Linked DNA regions of Mus musculus: region 1 is linked to region 2. The links are chromatin contacts, called in public promoter capture Hi-C maps. All regions are on one chromosome and are shown on one strand. Each heading gives the region's core, a stretch centred on a gene start, on an enhancer-like site or on the middle of the called end of the contact. The rest is flanking DNA. Distances are from core to core; before and after follow the strand shown.

Region 1 (4,666 bases), core at 1,099-3,598, 90 kb before region 2:
GACTTTACAAACCCTATTGTTTGGAAGGAACAAGTGGTGGTTCCTTCAAAAGGTTCAGAAACCTGAGGTGGGGGGAGGGGAGGAGTCACATATAGGTACAGGGGCTTTGCTTCTAAGTGAAGCCCGTGCATGGAGCCCTTGTTTCCCTGCAGAACATTTGAAGTTGGCTGGAAGCAGGGTGGAATTATAGCTATGCATCACTGCTTCTCTTCCTGTTTGTTGCTTCTTCAGAGTGTGGCAGATTTTGGATGAGTGATAGTTTAAGGAAACATAAGAATGAGAATGGTAAGGTCAGGCTTTGCCCACTTATAACTGGCCGTTTCTATTTGTGGTACCAATAATTGAAACATTCCATAATTTACCATTTAAAAAGCACACTAGATTTTATTGAAGTTAGGAATGGCATTCACAAATAAATTAGTTTTTTTTTCTTTTAGAGTTTAGCACTTTCCACAGTGTTGTATTTCACAAATGCAGCAATTTGACATTTTAAAAATTGGCAATATTTCTAAAATATATTTTGATATTTGTGGTATATACTGAATCTATGCTTTTAGTTAAGAATAGGTTTGATGATTCAAAAATTATTAAACCTCACCTCATTATAACACACTGGGGCAAACAGCTGTGAAAGCTTCATCTATCTTTGTAGAAGTTTATATACTTTTATTCAATTTTTAAAAAATTCTTACACTGTAAGAAAGCCTTCCAATGCAAGTATTGTGCCTCAAAGTTTAGCATAAAAGAGTAATAAGACAATAGTGTCATATTTCACTTTAACGGATTCCTATATACTTAGACAATAAACTTCAGAGTTCAGTGGATTTAAAAAGATAAAGACAAAAGTGATAATTTCAATACCTAAATGGCAAAAATAACATCCTAACATTTCTCAAATCAACAAGCCTGTTATAATAGTTTATTTCTTAAATCTGTCATATGCTGCCTCCTCACATCTTATGAAATCTTTAGACATGTGTAGACAGGTTCAATGCCTAACTACTCCAGATTCCTAGAGATATAAGCAACAAACACACAGGACCTATGCTCAAATTCTATGCTGGTCAAACATCCCGGAAAAAACATCGCTGTGCAACAAGTTAGAGAAGACAGGAGGAGAAAATGAGTGTCTTACTCCCCTCATGCAGCCCCAAACCACTATTCCCTTCTGCCTTCTGTGTTTACAAGTCAACCAGGAGGCTTAGTTTCTATTTCATTCTTTACAAACACATTCTCACTGAGAAAGCAAAAACGAAGTTCCCAAAACATAGCAGGACTTTCCAAATATGAAAGGAACCCAATAATTATTGTGTGACTTAAATAACACACTTTCGACTCTCCTCGGGTACTGAAGGAGAAATGAGAGTTGATTACTGTGCAAGACCAGGTGAATTAATTAGAGTTTTGGGTAAGAAACATCAGTGTGTTTTTGTATTCTACTTTCTAATCTTCAAGGACAGCTGATCTCTTTAGAAATTTCTAGATAAAGAAGTCATCCCTGACCAATCTCTGGAGGTGAAAGGGAAGTTGTTTTAATCCACTGTATCCCTGTCTACTAGGATCAGGAGCACCCATTATTCTTAAGTGACTTTCTTCCCGCAGCTTGAAAACTCTTCTTTATCTTTATATAAACATTTTTGATATAGAAAAAAAACCCGTCAGATACACAAAATAGTCCACACTGCTTACATGTGAATTTTCCTATAATAATAATAATAATAATAATAATAATAATAATAATAATAATAATAATAATAATAATTGCCCAACAGTCATGAGCTGGGGATGTTTCCTTTTGTAACTGCTTGCACAAATGCCCCGCGCGCGCGTGTGTGTGTGTGTGTGTGTGTGTGTGTGTGAACCTAAATCCTTGAAGGTGAGCTGGCAGCGGCACCGCCGCTCTTTCAGTCATGAGGCGTTTGCTCAGAACCTTTTTGGGGTGGGTGGGTGGGTGGGAGCTAAGAGTCTTCTCCTTCAAAGCCACAGAGGAGGTGGCAGGGGATGTAACGGTAGCAGCGCGAGAGAAGTAGATGACCAGCTTTCTCTCCCTCTCTCTGAGCACCACTCTTGGGCCCCGGCTTTTCTAGGGCTTTCCTCCCACCCTTTTCCTCCGTACCCTCCCCCCCCACTCCCGTTTTCTACCCACCCCCTTTCCTCGGTCTCGCGCTCTTGGAGTCTGTGCTCCGAGTTCCTGGTTGGATAATTTGGGTTAATACTAGTGAGTGAGGTTTTCGCGGCTTCAAAGGGTATTTCAAGTATCCGGAGCTCCTCCCCTCCGCACCGTGTGACAACAACAACTCGTCCAGCCGGCAGCCTGCACTTTCAGCTCATTTTCTCTCTGTCATTCCCCTCTCAATCTTTGATCAATGTACTTGCCAGGGAGAACCCAAGTCCCTCAACCCTCCTCCTTTTCACCTTCATCCTTAACTTTGTGCTAGAGCGGGACCCACACACCACCAGCCGACCCTCCCCGCCCCACCCCCGCCTCTCCCCCCCCAAGAGCAGCCCGCGATCCCAGCCCCGAGAGAGGACTCGCATTTCGACTTGCGGGACACTTTTGTGCGTTTCTCTCTCGAGCGCCTCTCGCGCTCGCCCCTCCTGCGCTCGCTCTTTCTTAACCTCACCTCCTTTTTCTCCTCTTCTCTCCCTCTCTCCAACTAAGGTTCCTTCCTAGAGTGCTTGTTGTCTCTGCCCCCCCCCCCACCTCGATCCTTGTCCCCCTTTCTCCCCCTTCCCCTTTGGGGGGTGTGTGGCAACTTTTCCCCCTCGCTTCTCCTCCTTCTGTTTCCCCTTATATGTGACCATGGCAGTGCCGGCGGCTTTGATCCCTCCGACCCAGCTGGTCCCCCCTCAACCCCCGATCTCTACTTCTGCTTCCTCCTCGGGCACCACCACCTCCACCTCCTCGGCGACCTCGTCTCCGGCTCCATCCATCGGACCCCCGGCGTCGTCTGGGCCAACTCTGTTCCGGCCGGAGCCCATTGCCTCTTCTGCTTCTTCTTCAGCCGCGGCCACAGTCACCTCTCCTGGTGGCGGCGGCGGCGGCAGCGGAGGCGGCGGTGGCAGCGGCGGCAACGGAGGCGGCGGCGGGAGCAACTGCAACCCCAGCCTGGCGGCCGGGAGCAGCGGCGGCGGCGTTAGCGCTGGCGGCGGCGGCGCCTCCAGCACCCCCATCACCGCGAGCACCGGCAGCAGCAGCAGTAGCAGCAGCAGCAGCAGCAGTAGCAGCAGCAGCAGCAGTAGCAGCAGCAGCAGCAGTAGCAGCAGCAGCTGCGGCCCCCTCCCTGGGAAACCCGTGTACTCAACCCCGTCCCCAGTGGAAAACACCCCCCAGAATAATGAGTGCAAAATGGTGGATCTGAGAGGGGCCAAAGTGGCTTCCTTTACGGTGGAGGGCTGCGAGCTGATCTGCCTGCCCCAGGCTTTCGACCTGTTCCTGAAGCACTTGGTGGGGGGCTTGCACACCGTCTACACCAAGCTGAAGCGGTTGGAGATCACGCCGGTGGTGTGCAATGTGGAACAGGTTCGCATCCTGAGGGGACTGGGGGCCATCCAGCCCGGAGTGAACCGCTGCAAACTCATCTCCAGGAAGGACTTCGAGACCCTCTACAATGACTGCACCAACGCCAGGTAAAGAGCGGAGGGGAAACCTTCTGTCGCCCTGGTCCTTTCCCACCCTCCTCCTCGCCCTTCCCCTGCTCCCTTCCCGGCGCCGCCCGCTCAGCGCGTCCGCGAGCTGCGCGCCCTGGCGAGCACGGCCCTCTCCTGTCGGTCCCCGGGGCTAGTCTCCTTCGCCCGACCTCCTGGGCAAGTTCGCACTGCTCGCGGCCTGATCCGTGCCGGCCGGGTGTTCCTGATGCTTCCTAGGGCATTCGGGCTAGGCTGCCGCTGAGCTTGGGATGCAGAGTGGGGAACCAGAGGAAGGTGCCTTCCCAGGAGTCACAGCCCCTTCCCGGGCGCGCTGGTGACCTGCACCCGTTCCGGACACTACTGCCTGAGTGTGCACTCCTGGGACCTGGGTTCCTCCAAGAAGCCTCTGGGCACCTCTGGGATAGGAGGGAGGTCGTGACCCTGATCCTGCAGGGCTCCGAAGCTGAGGGATGCGCTCTGGGATAGGGGGGCTCCTCTAGTAAGAAAAGAGGGTGGGCTGGCAGCTGAGAGCGGCGCTGAGAAGTCAGCACCGGAACAGTACCGGGCGCTGAGAGGAGCAGGGGTAATCTGAGAGTTCAACCAAAGAGTTCAGCCCCACATCCCAGAGGGAAGCCTGTGTAGGGGAGGGGTTTGTGTGTGCGCGGATGTGTGTGTTTGTGTCTCCCTATCTGTGTGTGTGTGTGTGTGTGTGTGTGTGCGTGTGTGTACGCGCGCGCGCGCACGCGCTCGTGAAAAGAAAAAAAGAAGTACGTTTGCCCCGGGGCAAATGCGAGGGCACAAACACGTTTTGTTCTTTAGGAGATGACCTGGTGCCCCAGACTCTTGGAAGCTGAATTGGAGAGGTGGGGAAGAAAAGAAAGGGACTTGCTCGCCCTCTTTTCAAAGTGCGGATTGACCAGTCTTCGCTCTTTCTTTTTCTTTTTTCTTTCCACTTTCTTTTCTGAGTTTAGTAGCTCAGGAAAGGTGCAGGTGGTCCTTTTGCCACAGGATGCTAAGGGCTTGAATACTTCTCGCC
Region 2 (4,480 bases), core at 1,166-3,665:
TGAAATTTGGTAGTCTTATTTAACATGAACTTATATTATCTCTGAGATAAAAGTTAATGATAATATTGATTGGGGGACATTTTAAAAGATAAATCACATTTATCACTTAACCACATTTTGGAATAGTTTTCTCATAATAATGCCCCTTACGTAATTGAGCTGAATTCTGTACCTAGGTACATAGAGAAGTCACTGAGGTCTTGCTATATAGCTGAGTGGTAAAATACATGCTTTTGAAGCTCAAGTTTCCTGGGTCCCATCTCCAGCATCATTTCTCATAACATTGCTTCATCCTCGAGCACCTCTTTCCTTTACTGCAGCCTTGACAGGAAGAAAACTGCACCATGTTAGGACAGACTATATAGGCCAGTGTATATATAGACACACACACACGCACACACGAGAACACTTTTTAAAAGAAATGGTAGAGCCTTCAGCTGGCAAATGGTGGACATTTCATTAGTTTACTGTTAGAATGGACTTCAAAGAGCACTGTGGTTTGTTAAGCTGTTCACCAACCTGAAGATGGGAAGTTCATTGTGACAAGGGAGTAAGAAAGGAAAGGCTCAGAGCAAGACGTTCTTCTACTGAAAACATAAAGTGGCCAGGATTTCAGGCCCAGCAATGCAAATGCATTTCGCTAGGTTCAGGTTACAGTCTTTTAAACTTTTTATTGCTTAATATGACACAGTGACATTTAAAATATGGAGAAATGGAAGATAAATAATACGGACTGAATGACATTGATTTAAAATTTTAAAGCTGTGTTAAAAGTATTCTAACACACTGAAGGACATTTGTAAGTTGTACATTGTTTATAGATTTCTGATTAGAACTCCAAAGCATAATGTATTATAGCTTGCCATTTCCTGTAGAGGAAAAAGAATATTGTCTGCAGAAAAGAATGGATAGTAAAAATTTAGGCTCCTAATTTTCTTTCTTTTAAGTCATTCGCTTTTTTGTTAAAGGCCTTTATGCATAGGCCTCTTACAAGTTCCAATCAGTATCTTATATATTTGTTCTGGAATACTTCCAAAGAGTCATTTCTTCCGTAAAAATGTTAAAATTGTAATAGCCTGTAAGAACTGTCCATTTTATGCCTAAAATACAAAGAATAAGTTTTCACAAGAGCATTCAAACCAAGTTATTTTGATAATTCAAACGTATCTTTTATTGCATTTATTAACAAAACCAAAAACTGTATGCCAATATCTCCTGTTTTTCAGAAAAAAAATAATGACTCTCACCAAATGTACACTATTATCCATTGAAGAGCCTGGCAGTAATCAACACTGTACTTCTTTGGTCTAATTTTAGAAGTACTGAGTGTCACACTTGACGGAGCCTGAAAGCAAGGATCTTTAAATATGTTCCACAGGTGTTTTGATTCCACAAAGATTCAAGAACCACTATTTTCCGAAGCACAACTGTGTGTGCTAAGTGGAAAAGAATCACTTCTACCAATTGTGTCTACTGAAATGAAGTTCAGGTTAAATATTTTGTTTAGAGTGTATCAGCTGTAGAAGGCCTTGTGAAGATATTTGGAGCTATAGGGGTGATGTTAAATGCACATGTCAAAGTTGCTGCCCCCTTTCACGGACTCCGGATTTCTTGTCTATCTTAGCCTTAAACAATCCCGCAGGGTTTTACTGATTGCTTTTCACATTTCCTTGTGAATGCTAAGTTGAAATGCATTAATCCAACCAAAATAACTGAAGCGCGTCTTCATAGAAACAAATTAACTCGTGTTCCTAGGTCAAGATAAAGTATCCTACTGCAGAAGGGTAAGCAAAAGCTTTACAGTAGCAAGATTAAATGGTTCCCCTCACACTCAGAAAAGTTCAATAAAAAGGGGAGGCTTCAAATAACACATCAGTCCATTCTTCCAAGTTCCATAAATTAAATGTTAAAAACTCTCTCAATAGAGTCCACACTTTCCTGAGTTGTTTGAACGATTTAAAAGAAATTTGGTCCACAATAGAAGTAATATCATACAAACCAAAGAATGATCAGGAAAGGATTATGGATTACAGTCTATTCTATATTTTGTTCTAGCTGCTTTATTTTCTTCTGAGAGAGAGCCTGTCCATATTCAATTAGAAAAGAAAAAAATGACACCTGTATAGTTGGCTTACTGAATGCAGGGAGCACAGAAATTTTATAAGAAAATAAACTATATAAGCATCTTATTTCTTGAAGGAAAAAACAATGTAGTTTATATTTTTCCAATCACATTTATCGACTATTTTCTTTTCATCTTAGAAAAATCTATGTTACAATGATGAATAGCTTATTCATGATATTGAAGTATATCACAACTTTTTCCACTTACATGGGGGCTCTCCTCGGCTGGACATTAAGGGACTAGCCTTCCTCTCCTTTCTCCTCTAAAGTTTCCATCCCCTCAATTCCTCTCCTCTTTCAATGCAGGGCCTGCTCAACATATGCAAACAATCTGATCACTTACTAAACTACATTCCGGCTCCTGGACCTTTTTATTTACATTTGTACTCTTTCAGACAGAAAGGAAGAAAACTAAGTGAGTTATAAGTTATTTTGTTTAGATGATGGCAAGTATTATTTCAAGAAGAGCGACAATGAATAATATGTAGCTCCTGGTTAAAAATATTTAAATGGGTTGAGCATCAATGATGAAATTATCAGGGTTTTAGAGGCAGTCATGATGCTTACACTTTGGGAATTACTGTATTGAGAAAATAACATTCTGAAATGCTGATTATGATAGACATAATAAGACCAATAGCAGTAATAACAGGAGTATACAGAATTAAATATATAAAAGTTTAAGTGGTTAAAAATGCTAAATTTTGCCTGTGGGGCTAAATCATATTTATTGCAAAGTGCTGTTTAAATCCTTCTTATGTTATCTTTTAAAATGCCATATTCTTTCTATCCCACTGAAAGTTATACAGAAGAAAAAGTGTTAAAGGGCTAGGAAAATATTATTTCATCATTCTTGTTCCATTAGAATTCACTTGGGTGGCTGAGAAAATGGTTTATGGATTAGAGAGAGAACAAGCTAAAACATTTCATACCTTCATCTCTGATAAATTCCCCAAACTCATTCTTTGCATCTGAGCCATAAATAACAACCATGCTTTTTGCTAAAAAGAGCTTTTTCCTCCACCAGGTCTTTTGTCTTGGAGATGAATGCTATAATAAATTTGAAGTCTTAGGGGGGGCATTGTTTGAACTATAACATTATGGTTTACAACTGTTGCTTCTATTATGAGGAGGATAAAAAGCCACTCGGAAGCTTGATCTCTGTCACAGAAAGGGATTAATATTTCAGTCTTCAATGTGGGTCAAGTGTATGATTCTCCCCAAAGCAATTCACTATGATTAATTTTTATTATGTGAGCATTCAGATTCTCCTTATATTCTTATGTGTTTCATTCCCCTACTGACTCACTCCTCACAATACCAGAACTTAGATTCTTCACATAATAGTGAAAATGTAGATATTTGAAATCTTAAAATTTTAATGAAACGTCATAGAATTTTTTTCTGAAAAAATTTTCTCAATAATTATGTGGATAACACACCACATTAGGTGAGTAAATCACTTTTAATAGTAGCATTTTCCAATAAGTAGTATTAAATATTATACTTTAATTGCTAAGTAATATGATATTTTAATTTACCACTGATAAACTAATTAACCATTGAGAAATAGAGTCTCTCACTGTGTGAAAATGGGAGTTGTTTACAAGTATAGTTTTATCTGAAGGCAGGAGATAACAACAACTGCTCTGCCTCCCTCCTTCCTCAGCCCTGAAACTTTGTATGACTAACAGTTTTTATATATCACTTAGCACTTCTCTGTAGTCTAAGAAACATTAGAAACTGCAAATGTAAAATTTTAACAAATGGCCTAACTAACAATTTCTGCAAAATACTTGTCAGCATAATCAACAATTTTATTCATTATGGTTTTTTTTTTTTACATATTGTTGTTGGGATGCTAGACACACATCAGTTACTAAGCTAAGAAAACCGTGCTTGCCACATGCAAGGGACTCACACACCCAGGACAGACAATTATATAGGATAATAATAATCTTTGGAGGTAGGGAAAATGAAAGGCACATGCCATTTACTGCTACTATATAAAATCTAATTTTGTTGTGCATTTTCCCAAATTTAGCAACAGTTTAGAAAGAATTGAACTTGAAAAAATACCACTGCCTAAGTCCTGCCACAGATGAACTAAGCAGCAAGTTAAAGTGGTAAATGATGTTGGCTTGTTTGGACTTTTAAAACTTCCTCAAGTGATTAAAGATTGTAATGTTCTTCTAGGTTGCCATGAGTCAACCTAGAATAGTGGTTAGAGCCTAAGAGGCTAGATGGGAGAAAATTAAAAAAAAATGTGTATTGGTGAATTTGGGAGGGAGCAGGGCATGGTTGGGACCAAAAGCTTTTACATTATTTATGAAGACCCTGTGTTGGAATCCGAATT

The links. Promoter capture Hi-C pulls out the DNA fragments that hold promoters and counts their contacts.
Region 1: a contact with region 2 is called in a promoter capture Hi-C map of second pharyngeal arch cranial neural crest, with 4 times the contacts expected there. The contact joins the promoter of Dach1 here to the enhancer-like site in region 2. A contact is called at or near these places in 4 of 39 promoter capture datasets (cranial neural crest, neutrophils, pre-B cells and 1 more), 8 of 484 Hi-C or Micro-C datasets (the AML12 cell line, bone marrow, embryonic stem cells and 4 more), 8 of 115 datasets of contacts at active chromatin or transcription factors (bone marrow-derived macrophages, embryonic forebrain, embryonic hindbrain and 4 more) and 3 of 9 other capture datasets (adipose tissue, liver and pancreatic islet).

Annotation. Positions count from the first base shown.
Region 1 is chr14:98,167,447-98,172,112 of GRCm38.p6, reverse strand. It overlaps Dach1 (dachshund family transcription factor 1), which reads left to right and starts at 2,348. Exons shown (of 12, transcript NM_007826.3): 1 at 2,348-3,630. The coding sequence starts at 2,804. It overlaps Gm33583 (a long non-coding RNA gene), which reads right to left and starts at 2,209. Exons shown (of 2, transcript XR_003951195.1): 1 at 2,147-2,209.
Region 2 is chr14:98,077,481-98,081,960 of GRCm38.p6, reverse strand. The region is part of intron 1 of Dach1 (dachshund family transcription factor 1); the gene reads left to right. Among named protein-coding and RNA genes, the nearest start is that of Dach1, 90 kb to the left of the region's middle. Within about 2 kb of position 2,415, at least 3 of the 459 cell types and tissues checked have an H3K27ac peak or open chromatin away from gene starts, as enhancers often do. A contact at or near this core is called in kidney and second pharyngeal arch cranial neural crest, where this site is marked.